2 separate regions of the Callithrix jacchus genome follow, and region 1 is linked to region 2. A link is a contact called in public Hi-C data. All regions are on one chromosome and are shown on one strand. The core of a region is the stretch at or near the end of the contact, and the rest is flanking DNA. Distances in the headings are between cores, read along the strand shown.

The links. A called contact is a pair of places that touch in the nucleus more often than the background predicts.
Region 1: a Hi-C map of skeletal muscle shows a contact between it and region 2, with 14 times the contacts expected there. The contact joins two enhancer-like sites. A contact is called at or near these places in 2 of 3 Hi-C or Micro-C datasets (both in skeletal muscle).

The regions. Positions count from the first base shown.
Region 1 is chr1:179,974,536-179,978,732 of calJac240_pri, forward strand. No RefSeq gene overlaps it. Among named protein-coding and RNA genes, the nearest start is that of PRRC2B, 17 kb to the right of the region's middle. Within about 2 kb of position 2,771, at least 1 of the 16 cell types and tissues checked has an H3K27ac peak or open chromatin away from gene starts, as enhancers often do. A contact at or near this core is called in skeletal muscle, where this site is marked.
Region 2 is chr1:179,826,825-179,830,904 of calJac240_pri, forward strand. It overlaps NUP214 (nucleoporin 214), which reads left to right. Exons shown (of 36, transcript XM_078329790.1): 24 at 257-356. Among named protein-coding and RNA genes, the nearest start is that of NUP214, 51 kb to the left of the region's middle. Within about 2 kb of position 2,042, at least 1 of the 16 cell types and tissues checked has an H3K27ac peak or open chromatin away from gene starts, as enhancers often do. A contact at or near this core is called in skeletal muscle, where this site is marked.

The sequences.
Region 1 (4,197 bases), core at 1,521-4,020, 150 kb after region 2:
TGTGTTGGTGCACGCCTGTAGTCCCAGCTACTCAGGAGGCAGAGGCAGGAAAATTGCTTGAACCCAGGAGGCAGAGGTTGCAATAAGCCAAGATCATACCACTGCACTCCAGACTGGGTGGCAGAACAAGGCTCTGTCTCAAAAATTGGCCAGGTGCAGTGGTTCACACCTGTAATCCCAACACTGGGAGGTCAAGGCGGGAGGATCACCTGAGGTCAGCAGTTCGAGACCAGCCTGACCAATATGATGAAACCCTGTCTCTACTGAAAATACAAAAATTAGCCAGGCATGGTGGCATGTGCCTATAACCACAGCTATTTGGTAGACTGAGACAGGAGAATTGCTTGAACCCAGGAGGTGGAGGTTGCAGTGAGCCGAGATTGCACCATTGCACTCCAGCCTGGACAACAGGAGCAAAACTCCGTCTCAAAAAAAAAAAAAAGGGGGGCCTGGTGTGGTGGCTCACGCCTGTAGTCCCACCACTTTGGGAGGCTGAGGCAGGTGGATCACGAGGTCAGAAGTTCAAGACCAGCGTGGCCAAGATGGTGAAACCCTGTCTATACTAAAAATACAAAAAATTAGCCAGGCATGGTAACAGGTGCCTGTAATCCCAGCTACTCAGGAGGCTGAGGCAGAGAATTGCTTGAACCCAGTAGGCACAGGTCACAGTGAGCTGAGATTGTGCCATCGCACTGTAGCCTGGCCGACAGAGTGAGACTCTGTCTAAAAAAAAAAAATTGTGCTGGGAGGACAGCCTTGGGTGGACCCTGTGTGTGCATGGGGGTGGGAGTGAGGGGAAGGAGACCCAGTCACTGTCTGTAGGGGCTTACAGTGTAAGGGCCACTGGGTCACAGACCTCAAAAGAGGAATTTGCTAGGTACAAAGTTGGTCTTTTTTTTTTTTTGAGACAGGATCTCACTCTGTCACCCAGACTAAAGTGCATGACACAATTCCGGCTCACTGCAACCTCTATCTCCTGGGCCCAAGCGTTTCTCCTGCCTCAGCCTACAGAATAGCTGGAACTGCAGGCTTGCAACACCATGCCTGATTCACTTATTAATTTTTTGTAGGGATGGGGGAGTCTCACTTACCCAGGCTGGTCTCAAGCTCCTGGCCTCAAGGAATCTTCCTACCACAGCCTGAAGTTATTTTCTTCACCCAGTAATTGTTTGGACAAATCCTATGGGTGCCATACTGAATGAACGAGTCTAGAATGAATGTTAAGAATCAGGGCTCGGATACAGGCCAGGCCCAGATTCGAGGCCTGGCTCCATCACTTAGTGACAGGTGAGTTGCCACGTGAGACTCTATTTCCTCATCTGTAAAATGAGGAGAACCAGCAGGGTGCGGTGACTCACGCCTGTAATCCTAGCACTTTGGGAGGCAGAGGCAGGTAGATCACTTGAGGTTAGGAGTTCGAGACCAGCCTGGCCAACATGGTAAAACTCTGTCTCTGATAAAAACACAAAAATTAACCAGGCGTGGTGGCATAGGCCTGTAATCCCAGCTACTCGGGAGGCTGACGCAGGAGAATTGCTTGAACCTGGGAGGTGGAGGTTGCAGTGAACTGAGACCGCACCATTGCACTCCAGCCTGGGCGACAAAGTGAGACTCCATTAAAAAAAAAAAGAGAGAAGAGAACCAAGTACCCACCCGAAAGGCACCTCATTAGGGCTTGGGGAGATGGCATATACATTGCACTCAAACCGGCTTGGCACCTGGGAAGCACTCAGTAAACATTTTCTTTTTGTTTTGTTTTAGATGGAGCGCTCTGTCACCCAGGCTGGAGTGCAATGGCACGATCCCGGCTCACTGCAACTTCTCCTCCTGAGTTCAAGCGATTCTCCTGCCTCAGCCTCCCAAGTAGCTGGGATTAATGGTGCCTGCCACCACGCCTGGCTAATTTTTGTATTTTTAGTAGAGACGGCGTTTCACCATGGCCAGGCTGGTGTCGAACTCCTGACCTTAGGTGATCTACCAACCTTGGCCTTCCAAAGTGCTGGGATTACAGGTACAAGCCACCGCACCAGCCTGTAAATGGTTTTTAAACCATGACTGCTGGGCAGGCATGGTGGCTCCCAGTGCTTTGGGAGGCCAAGGAGGGAGGGAGGATCCCTTGAGCCCAGGAGTTTGAGACTCCTGGGCAACATAGCAAGACCCAGTCTCTTCAAAAAATTGGCCAGGCATGGTGGCATGTGCCTGTAGTCCCAGCTACTCAGGAGGCTGAGGCAGGAGGATGGCTTGAACCTGTGAGATCAAGGCTGCAGTGAGCCTTGACGGCACCACTACACTCCAGCCTGGGTGACAGAGCAAGACCCTGTCTCAAAAAACAAAACAAAACAAACAAACCCACAAAAACCGTGACTGCTGGAATCCCAAGGTCTAGGAGATGAAGAAGTACTCCCCGCTCCACCTGCCTCTGCAGGACTTCGTGTGGGTTGAGAGCAGCCATGAGTGTAGTGCCCAGGGCCACAGGGCAGCTTCCTGGAGCCTGGGCTGGGAAAGGTTACGAGGGGCAGAGCCAGGAGCAGAAACCCTCTCTCCTGGGGTGCTGGGCTTTTGTGCATGTGCCTAGTTCCGACCTCTGCAGACCAACCCCCTTGGCTGTCATGGCTGGCCCCCATGGATCCCTCACCCCAAGTCCAGTTTCTCTTCCAGTTAGCCAGGGCCCATCCATGTGATCAGAGTTTCCCAGACCGGATTCCAAATGGCCAGGAGAGCTCAATCCCCGGCCCTGCTTACGTCCAACTCTGGCCGAGCTCAATCAGTTGAGGCTGCTAGTGGGGGCCTCTGGGCACAGGCAGTGAGCTCTGTAAGAGAGGGGCTGGGCCACCCCCTGCTGTAGGACCCCAGCCTCCAGGCAGGGACCCATGTGTAGCAGGTCCTCAAAAAAGCATTTTCTAGGCCACAGTGGCTCCCGCCTGTAATCCAGCACGTCAGAGGCTGAGGTGAGAGGATCACCTGAGGTCAGGAGTCTGAGAACAGCCTGGCCAACACAGTAAATTTTGTAACAATACAAAAATTAGCCTGGTTTGGTGGTGGGTGCCTGTAGTCCCAACTGAGGCAGGAGAATTGCTTGAACTTGGGAGGCAGAGGTTGCAGTGAGCCGAGATCCTGCCACTGTACTCCAGCCTGGGCGAACAGAGCAAGACTAGGTCTCAAAAAAAAAAAGCATTTTCTAGAAGGACAGCTCTTGCTTCTTAGCCCTTCCCACACATCAAACCATTAGGAACACTCTAATTACAGCCGGGGCAGGACAGTTCTTGTCCCCATTTCATAGTCAGTCTGGGGAAGTGCCTTGCCCCAGGCCATGTGGCAACTCAGGCCTGCGAGGCCCCAGCCAGGGGTGGGCAGTGCAGGTGGGGGGAGAAGGTGCCAGGGGAGTTAAGAATATCCCTGCAGTGCTCCACCTCTGGGTCTTGTGATGCCGAAACTCAAGAGCCCCCTGACTCAGCAGGATATTAATAAGCCTGGCTGGCTCTCAGGGGACCGGCTTCTGCCAGGGGCTGGAACAGAAGGACTCCCAGCCCTGCGGCCCAGATCCCCCTCCCCATGGCAACACAGCCCCACCCCTACTCCTTCCCCAGGTGCCCCCCAGCAGCCCCACAGCCCAGAGTCTCCCAGAAGAAATTAATGGGGGAGCCCCCAACTCACTGCTGAGCATATGGGCAAATCTCCGGGAGATGAAGGAACCCCCCACCCCACCAGAAGGGACCCAGGAGGAAAGACAGAGCCAAGCAGCCTGGGAGATGGGAGGAGTTCAAGCAGCCAACAGTGTGGGCTTTGGGGTCGGAGCTGAGTTGCAGCCCTGGCGCTCCCATGTCTAAGGTGCTCACTTGGGACAAATCACTCAACAGCTCTGTCTTGGTTGTATCTTCCTTTCTTCCTTTCTTCCTCCCTCCCTCCCTCCCTCCCTCCCTCACTCCCTCCCTCCCTCCCTCCCTCCCTCCCTCCCTCCCTCCCTCCTTCTCTCCCTTCTTCCTTCCCTCCCTCCCTTCCACCTTTCCTTCCTTCCTTCTCTCCTCCTTCTTTTCTTCCTTTCTCTGTGTCTTCCTTCCTTTCTCTCTCTCTCTCTTTCCTTCTTTCTTTCTTTCTTCCAAGACAATCTTGCTCTGTCGCCCAGGCTGGAGTGCAGTGGCACAATCTCAGCTCACTGCAACCTCAGTGATCTGCCTGCCTCGGCCTCCCAAAGTGCTG
Region 2 (4,080 bases), core at 792-3,291:
GGCTAGAGAATTATTTTCCCCTACTGTATCACATTTGATTAAGTTGCAGGAAGCCTCATTCCATCACCTGTGTTAATGGAGTAGGCCAGATGTTCCTTTGAACACAGTCCTGCAGAACTACCTAGAGTAGATTTCCTTCATATGATAAAACTCTACTCTGCTTGGGCTCATGTCTTGGTTTTTCATTTATATATTACTAGAACTTTTTATCCTTTACTGGAATTAATATGGTGTTCTCTTTTCTCTGTTTAAATAGCTGTAAGCACTTTGACTGAATCAACATTGAAGAATGTCCCTCAAGTGGTAAATGTGCAGGAATTGAAGAATAACCCTGCAACTCCTTCCGCAGCGATGGGGTATGTTCTGACTTTACAGTGTTTCAGCCCCTAGCTACTTCTGTAGTCGCGGTGGACTGCCTGCAGAGGGCAGCAGCGCCACTGTCACAGTCTGGTTTTCCTGCCCTGCCTTAGGTTATAAGGGCATGTGGGCGGCTAAGCCTGCCTACACGATACGTTTTCAGGAGATTGTCCTATTTAACTGGCCAGTGACAGTTGCCTCACAAACCTTTAAAGTTTATCTTGATGCTGTATGCTCAGTTTCTGTTTGCCGTGTATAAGTCTGTGTGGTTCACATTAGGTGTGCAGTTTGATTTTTCTTTTCTTTTTTTTTTTTGAGACGGAGTTTCGCTCTTGTTACCCAGGCTGGAGTGCAATGGCTCGATCTCAGCTCACCACAACTTCCGCCTCCTGGGTTCAGGCAATTCTTTTGTCTCAGCCTCCTGAGTAGCTGGGATTACAGGCACGCACCACCATGCCCAGCTAATTTTTTGTATATTTAGTAGAGACAGGGTTTCACCATGTTGACCAGGATGGTCTCGATCTCTTGACCTCATGATCCACCTCCCTTGGCCTCCCAAAGTGCTGGGATTAGAGGCTTGAGCCACTGCGCCTGGCCTTTTTAATTGTCCTGGGGGTTCCAGAGTTGATGCTTTGGGTCTGATGCAGACTTGATTCTGGAAACTTTAATCTCAAGGGTGACACTTTCCTCCCTCATTTCCCTTCTCCAGGTATTTCTGTTCTTCCCATTTCTTTTGCTTTTGTATTAAAAAAAAAAAAAAGTCTTTTAAGGCCGGGTGCAGTGGCTCATGCCTGCAATCCCACCACTTTGTAAAGCTGAGGTGGGGGGATCACAAGGTCAGGAGTTCAAGACTAGCCTGGCCAATATGGTGAGACCCCATCTCTACTAATAATACAAAAATTAGCCAGGTGTGGTGGCATGTGCCTGTAGTCCCAGCTACTCAGGAGGCTAAGGCAGGAGAATCGCTTGAACCCAGGAGGTGGAGGTTGCAGTGAGCCAAGATTGCACCACTGCACTCCAGCCTGGGCGACAGAGCAAGACTCCATCTCAAAAAAAAAAAATCCTTTAAAAGACAGCAGCTCTGTTTGGAGACTCTAGCTTCTCTGCCATGCTGTGTTTAAGGGCTAAGTCATTGCTGGTGGAGCTCACTTATTTTTGTTGTTGGTGGTGGTGGTGGTGGTTGTTTGTTTTTTTGAGACAGGGTCTCACTCTGTCACCCAGGCTGGAATGCAGTATGATCATGGCTCACTGTAGCCTCAACCTCTTGGCCCAAGCCATGCTCTCATCTCAGCCTCCCAAGAAGCTGTTGGGACTACAGGCAATGCCACCACACCCAGCTAATTTTTTTCATTTTTTGTAGAGATGAGGTTCTTACCATGTCACCCCAGGCCGGTCTTAAACTTCTGGGCTCAAGTAATCCTCTTGCCTCATCCTCGCAAAGTGCTGTGATTACAGGCAAGAACCACTATGCCTAGCTCACTTGTCTTTAGTCCTCATCTGTGTTCAGAATTCAAGGTGCTGACTCCCTCCCACTGCCCTGGGCAGGTTCACAGAACATGCCTGTGCCCTGCTTTGCCCTGCATATTTTGCGATCACGATCCCTTTAAACCAGCCACCATCCCCTGTGGCATAGGAAAGAGTTGAGGGACATTTCCTCACTTAGAAAACTAGTATCAGATTTCAGGGAGTTAGTATCTGGTACCATGATTAGTCTAGCGGCAAGAAGGGCAGCCACAGACTCTGTGGTTCTCCACAGGGTGTTCACCCTCTGCAGTCCCATAGAGCAGATCTGCCATGGCTCTGTTTTCCCTCTCTCAAGTGACCTTGCCTCACTAGTCCACTGGCCTCTTTTTTTCCATGTTGTTCTGTTTATCAACACTGCTTGTCTGAGGAATTTTTAGTTATCTCAGGGCCATACTAGCAGCCAAAAAACAGGCCTTCTCTATTACTATTTTATAGTGACCTTGGAGCCTTGGTATGCTGTTTAGACCAAGATGGTATTTGTGGTTGCTGCAAACTTTTCAAGGGAAAGAACTATGCATTACCGTATAGGTACTGTAGCCAGATTCCCAACATAGGGAAGGCAGGGAAAAGCCACCGAAGGCAGAATGTTACGTAAGTGGGGAAAATTCAGCATATCGTACAGGAAGTATTATCTGGTATTTCTGAGATACATTCAGTGCTAGCATGCTAACTATATATGAGAAGCACCTTTTGGAGATTCTGCTTTTCCATTTCTCAAGCTTCATTTCCCTAAATGGTTCATCTGAGCTGATCTTTGATGAACACTTTGTTAAAGGACTAATAATGAGTTTACTCTTTCTGACAAGAAAAAAAACTCAGACTTAAGAAATCTTGAAGAAACTTTAAGATGTTCTGTTCTCCACAGACTTGGACTGTGGTCTACTTGTTTCATGTGTATGCCCAGCATGGTGCCTGAAACATAGAAGCACTGCTTTTCAATAATCATTTATTGAAGAAAAGGTAAACTCCAAACATAAATTGAAAAATGAAAATTGATATTTACTGTCACTCCCCAGGAAAGATTGAGAGAATATGCTCATTGTAAAATAACTTCAGACTCTTTTAAACAGTAGTTTCCTAAGTGTATTTTAAGTATTTAACTTTGCAGCTAGCTTTTCTCAGTGGTATTTTACAGAAGGTTTATTATAGGGTGAGCTTACGTATTTCTGCCATTGGTGTATTTTATATTCATTGGCCTCATCCATTCAGTTCACTGGAAGAGTGTTTATCTGGCGCCAACCCCCAGCTATTCAAACTCCTTTGCAGTGCTCCATCGCTTGATCAGCAGATTCTTACACAGCATCTGCTGTGAGCATGATGCTACCATGGGTACTAGAGATGTGGTAGTGAATAAGACATACCAAGCAAGAAGACAGCCGGGAAACTGCCAATTACACAAACGCTTATTTAGTTGTAATGTAGTAAAGTCAGTGAAGGAGGAGTACAGGGTGCTAGGAAAGCCAAAACAAGGCAGTCTGATGAAGTCAGGTTGAGAAAGTGTTTGATGAGGAAATGATCTTCTAGCTGAAATTTATATGATGACCAGAAGTTGCTAGGCAGAGTGGTGAGAAGAGTGTTCTGGAAAAGGGAGTGCAGGAAGTGTGAAAGCCAAAACCTGGGAAGGGGCAGAACATGTTTGAGGAGCAGTGGAAAGGTGGCTGGAATGACTAGAGTCCTGGCAGGAAGGAAGTGGAAAATGAAGAAAGTGGGGCAAATGACATTAGAAGAGGTGGGATTTTTATTTTATTTATTTTTTTGTTTAGTTGTACCAAAGTACACCAGATACAGCATTCCTTTGAGAACTTTTGGTGTGCATTCATTCATTTATTCATTCTTTCAACAAATACTTAATGAGCATTTTCTGGGTGCCACATACTGTTCTTAGGTGCTGGAGGTAAACTACCCGTTTTGTTGTAACAAAGTAGACTGAAAAAACTAACAGACTGGTGATTATTTGGAGAGACAAACAATAATCAAAACAAATAAGTGAAATATATAATATACTAGATGGTGATATGGTGTGATGGAGAAAGTTAAAGCAGGGGAAAGGATTAGTGAGTATTGTCTGAACATGGTTTTATAATTTTAAATAGGGTGGCCCTGGAAAGGTGACCTTTGAATGAAGAGAAAGGCCAGACAGCAGGTCTCATGAATATCTCAGGGAAGAAAGTTCCAAGCACAGGGTCTGTAGCAGGAGCA